Regions from separate parts of the Rattus norvegicus genome. Here region 2 is linked to region 1. A link is a contact called in public Hi-C data. All regions are on one chromosome and are shown on one strand. The core of a region is the stretch at or near the end of the contact, and the rest is flanking DNA. Distances in the headings are between cores, read along the strand shown. Region 1 holds the start of Usp22 (ubiquitin specific peptidase 22). Region 2 holds the start of Mapk7 (mitogen-activated protein kinase 7).

The links. A called contact is a pair of places that touch in the nucleus more often than the background predicts.
Region 2: a contact with region 1 is called in a Hi-C map of mammary epithelial cells, with 2.2 times the contacts expected there. The contact joins the promoter of Mapk7 here to the promoter of Usp22 in region 1. A contact is called at or near these places in 5 of 12 Hi-C or Micro-C datasets (Schwann cells, hepatocytes, kidney and 2 more).

What each region holds. Positions count from the first base shown.
Region 1 is chr10:46,353,517-46,356,216 of GRCr8, reverse strand. It overlaps Usp22 (ubiquitin specific peptidase 22), which reads left to right and starts at 1,278. Exons shown (of 13, transcript NM_001191644.2): 1 at 1,278-1,591. The coding sequence starts at 1,421.
Region 2 is chr10:46,673,502-46,676,244 of GRCr8, reverse strand. Mapk7 (mitogen-activated protein kinase 7) reads left to right here and starts at 1,411. Exons shown (of 6, transcript NM_001191547.1): 1 at 1,411-1,642; 2 at 2,201-2,366. The coding sequence starts at 1,411.

The DNA.
Region 1 (2,700 bases), core at 29-2,528:
ATCAGATGCCAACTAAGATAGCATGCTAAGCCATATCTAAGTTTGGGTAAGACCATCACTGCTTTAAGGCCAGGCTGGTACCAATCAGACAAGCCTCAACTGCAATTGCTCCTTGGAACCATGACAGCAAAATGCCTGTTGGCAATTTTTCTCAACTGCCTTGTCTGGTAGCTGCTGTTACTTCAGTGCATTCGATGAAGTCTCTACTTCTGCCTTTTCTGACTTGGTGAATCACTTCACTGTTCCACATCGTGCATACCTGTCTGCCAGAGTTTGACACCTAGCTGTTACCCTGTATAGGGAATAATGGGGGGAGGGTCTACTTACTCGGTAGATACAATTTGTAGGGTGGAAGACCAGTATTTTCTCTTCTGAGTTGGTTTACTGCACATCTGTGTAATTACCCTCAGATAGGGGGGCTGAATGAATTATAGCTCTATACTGTACCTACTTAAGAGTAGCTAGTGTGAGTAATGTGGCTGGTACAAATTGAATATGCTATACCGAAACTGTAAAATACGGTATTTCAAAGCCAATGCAAAAATTTGACATGATATTCTGCCTTTATTGGATTACTTGTTAAAATCAATTTTATCTTACTTGTTGCAAAAAAATTGTACAAAATGTACTAAAAGAATTCGTATGCGGGCTGGCATTCTAGTTCAATAGGACAGCGCTGAATACGATCTAGGGAAGGAAACCCACTCTGTGTTCTTGCCGCGCCCAATCGCCAGCTGTGACATTGCGGTACCTAACACAGTTGCCAAGATGGCAGTCTCTGCAGAAACGCCCACACAAGCAACTCCACTGACCAACAAACCTGGAAACCCTCCTCGCAGACGCAGGCCCTGCCCTGCCCCACCCCGTCCGTCGCCCCGCCTCTTTGCGGCAGAGCTCAGGCCGGTGCAAACCGGTTCAGTGGCCTGACGGACACTCAGTTTTACCCAATCGTCAGTACGCCCCGCCTTCCAAGAAGAGACTCGAAACGTCACTTCGCTGCCGTCTCCAGAGGCGTCTCGAAAGCAGACCGGACCAACCCTCCAGCCTATAATAGGCGCAGACCGTGCCTCAGACTGCAAACCACCAATGATGTGACGCAGGGGCGGGATCCTGTTGGCCCACCCACTTGCCTTCCGGAGCCTGCGGTCGAGAGGAGGGCTGATAGGCGGGACCTAGAGCGTCGGAGCCTGCGCACTAAGGCCGCCGGACTGGGTGACGTTATCCTTTCCCGCGGATAGCCCCGCCTCGCCCCACCCCGCCCCGCCCTCCTCGAAGTCGGAGAGCTGCGCGAGCGGTCTGTGCTGCTGTCGTCTGCCTCGGTTCTCAACGCGGTCTTTGTCCTTCCAGCTTTGTTCTCGCCGCGCTGGCGTCGTCCTCGCCCCCGTCGCCGCCTGCCCCGCGCGCCCGGGCCTTGCCCACCATGGTGGCCAGGCCCGAGCCTGAGGTCGAGGCCATGGACGCTGAGCTGGCGGTGGCGCCGCCAGGCTGCTCGCACCTGGGCAGCTTCAAGGTGGACAACTGGAAGCAAAACCTGCGGGCCATCTACCAGTGCTTCGTATGGAGCGGAACTGCCGAGGCTCGCAAGCGCAAGGTGAGCCCTAGTCCTGCGCCGTTCTCCGGGCTGGGATGCGGGGAGTGTAGGTGGGAGTGGGAGAGGAGAAGCCTGGTAGTGTGGGGAGGAAGTAGAGGGAGCCAGGCCTTGAGGGGTGGGCGTGAGGGGAAGCTTCGCTGTGCCGGGGAGGGGCAGAGGAAGGGGCAAGACGAAGCCTCGCGGTGCGAGGAAGGGGCTAAAGGAAGCATCCTGGTACGAGGGGGAAAGGGGAAGCCTCGTGGTGTAGGGAGGGGGCTAGAGGAAGCATCATGATGCTGGAAGGGAGACTAGGGGGAGCCTCGCGTTGTAGGGAGGGGGCTAGAGGAAGCGTTGTGGTGCAGGGAGGGGGCTAGAGGAAGCGTCGTGGTGCAGGGAGGGGGCTAGAGGAAGCGTAGTGGTGCTGGGAGGGGGCAAAGGACCGCCTAGTTGGCGCTGTTGGAGGTGTGGCGACGGAAGCCTGGAGGGGATGAGGAGAGGGATCTGAGCTAAAAATGAGCCGGAGGAGGAAGATCTGTCTGGACGTTCCTTTGCGGAGTAGTCCTTGTTTGTAAAGGTCGCGGTGGGGGGTCGGGGTCTGCAGGGTAGTTCTGTGGATCGCAGCGGGTTCCCGAGGATGGGGACCGACGCGGACACCTGAGGCTGGCAGGGCCTCTGTGCACTTGAGTTGAGAATCGAGATTTTAGTAGGAGGTGATTGACAGCCGCAGCCATCGAGGTAGTGGCTATTTTGTTGGCCCTGTAAATCTCAGCAGCTGTGATTATTTTACTAGTGATTTGGAGGTGGAAAAATGTTATTCTTTAATCTTAAAAAAATCATTATTACAATTTGATTTTGAAGGTGAAAACTGGAATGGGGAATTGTTTGTTTCTAACTTGAGCAGCGTTTTATAATGGGAGAACTGACAAATCCACTGGGTATATCATTTAAGCATCAAATTCTCCCACTTTAGTTTTTCAAGACAGGGTTTCTCTCTGTAGCCCTTGGCGTTCTTGAACTCGATTTATAGACCAGGCTGGCCTCTAACTCACAGAGATCCGTCTGCCTCTGCTTCTGGAACGATGGTTTTAAAGGTGAATGCAAACCACCACCACCACCACCCAGCCCCGCAC
Region 2 (2,743 bases), core at 162-2,661, 320 kb before region 1:
CCTCTGCCTCTCCAGTACTGAGACCAACTAAAGGCGTGAGCTACCATGCCCAGTTTTATAGGAAATTTTAATCAAAATCAAAGGAGCAGGTATTAAGTTTGTGAAAGTGAATTGATGTGAAACTTTTTGCATAAATTTTGGTACAAGGTGGGAAAGGCTGGGCAACATAAACAACTGTATTATTACCAAGATTCATTTCTGCTTTGAACTCTACCTTTGGCTTTTAGTTGAGAACTGAGTAGAAAATGTCAAGCGGTAACTTAGATTTACTGGGTTTCATCCCAGTTTTCCTCTCCACACTTTTCTTGTCTCACTGGGAATCCCAGATCTCCTTGGAGTGAGCCCCACTTAAGCTGCCTACCGAGAACTTTTCTAACTCTCGGATTAACAGCGCTCACTTTAGCCTTGTCCAGACGACCCAGCAGGATGGACACAAAAAAGGGAGAGGTTAGGTGCCCTGTCGCGGTCCAGAGCGCATGCGCATTGGTTTAGGGGGCGCGGAGGGAGCAAGTCAGTGCCGCTCTAGAATCCGGAGGACTTGGGTCTCTCTGGTCACTACTCGGGGATAAGGCGTCCAGAACTTCCGGCGCCGAAAGAGTGCGCAGCAAATCCCCTAGGAGATGAAGCTAACAAGGAAGGAAGAAGAGCCAAAAGAACCTGCGAGGGAGGTGGGGTGCGGAGCCTGTTGCCTAGGTAACAATCGCCCCTTATCTCCGCCCCTTCGGGCCTGTGGAGCCGGTAAACTCAGAAGTGCACACGAACTTGGTGGACCCTTGCCCTCTCTTCTCCCAAACTCCCGAGGCCGCTAGTACGCATGCGTGAGAGCATGGAGCGGGGCTGCGCGCGCACCCATGAGGAGCGCGCGTCACCCCTTGGGCGGATCCCGCCGCGAGTGGGACAGCTGGGCGCGCGGGGGCGCGCGCGTGAATGACAAGGGCGCGGCTTTCCCGTCCGGTAAACTTTGATTGGATAGAGTAAAATGAAGGGGTTGGAACCTCCGTGGGGGCTGTTCAACGATTGGCCAGGGGCTGGAGGAGCGTGGTCCTGGGGCGGCCGGTGGGGTGGTCTGCTTCGGCGCACGCGAGGCTTTGGTGGAAGCGGCGGTCCTTGATAAGTGAGCGAGTCCAGGGGAACACTCATCACTGGGTCGGCAAGACCCAGGAACCCCAATCCCCCGAGGAGGTGTGGCGGCGAGGTGCCGGCCGGTCGGTGAGTGCGGTCCCGGGAGTCCCAGCGCCCCGCCCCTCCCTTTCTTCCGGGGCCGCGCCGCGCCCCCCTGGATCCCGGGCCGCGGGGTTCTCTGTGCCAGCGGTCCCCTCTCGCCTGCTGCTCAGGTCCTGCTTCGTAGCCCACAGAGGGGGAACTGAGAAGCCCTCGGGACGATCTTCTCACCAGCGCCTCATATAGACCATGGCCGAACCGTTGAAGGAGGAGGACGGCGAAGATGGCTCTGGGGAACCCCCTGGGCGGGTGAAGGCAGAACCCGTCCACTCCGCTGCATCTGTCGTGGCCAAGAACCTGGCCCTGCTCAAAGCCCGCTCCTTCGACGTGACCTTTGACGTGGGGGACGAGTACGAGATCATCGAGACCATAGGCAATGGGGCCTACGGGGTGGTGTCCTCGGCGCGCCGCCGCCTCACGGGTGAGCTGGCTTCCTGAGGCTCAGCATGTGTGGACTGCTTTCCAGAGGCCCCGCACGGTTCCAGGAGGATCAGCTGCACCGGGGATTCTGGTTCCACTCACGCTTACCGACTAGGTGCCAGCTCCCCGTTAGGTACCCTTCTCAGGAACCCTGTTTCTCCCAGTCCGCCTACTTTTTCCTTAGGGGAAGGATATCTCTTTAAGCCAGAATAGAGAGATACTCCTTGGTGCCCATAAGAGATACGTTCTAGAGCCAGAGATTGGCACAATGGATTGGTGGTGGAATGGGGAGGATCAGTGATGGAACGACTATGTGAGGAGGGAGAATGAATTAGTACAATCACAACCACCACTAACTAGCTGTGCCTCCTCTGTATGTGAGCTCTTAGTCGCTGCTTCATGAGGTAGTTGTGAAATTAAAATTTGCTCAATGGTACACACAAGGCCCTGCACACAGTAGGTACTTCTTGCTATCTGGGTTCTAGAAGGGCAGTGCTGAAAGGAACCTGCAGCTAACTTGAAGGTACTCTTCTGGTATATGCCCTTTCCTGCTCTCCAGGTCAGCAGGTGGCCATCAAGAAGATACCTAATGCTTTTGATGTGGTGACCAATGCCAAACGGACCCTCAGGGAACTGAAGATCCTCAAACACTTCAAACACGACAATATCATCGCCATCAAGGACATCCTGAGGCCCACTGTGCCCTATGGAGAATTCAGATCTGTGTAAGGAGTGGGCCAGGAGGAGGAGACACGGTTGGGATCAGTTGAAGTCCAGGGCCAGTTATACTGAAGTTCTGGAAAGGCTATCGAACCTAGAGTGATGCGGGCTGTACTTCTAAGACTGCTGCCCCGTAGGACATTGGTAGGGACAGTTCTTATTTCCCAAGAAGAGTGCAAGGGCTGGGGATATAGGTCAGTGGTAGACAGATGAGCATCTCTGAGGTTTTAGGTTGACTCTCCTGTACTAAGGGGAAGAGGATTTACCTCTTTATGGGCAGCCACCTTTGGTTCTATAGTAAGTTCAAGGCCAGTCAGAGCTGTGTGAGATGATATTCCAAAGACAAAACAAAAAACCTGAACAACAGTAGAGGAGAGACAGA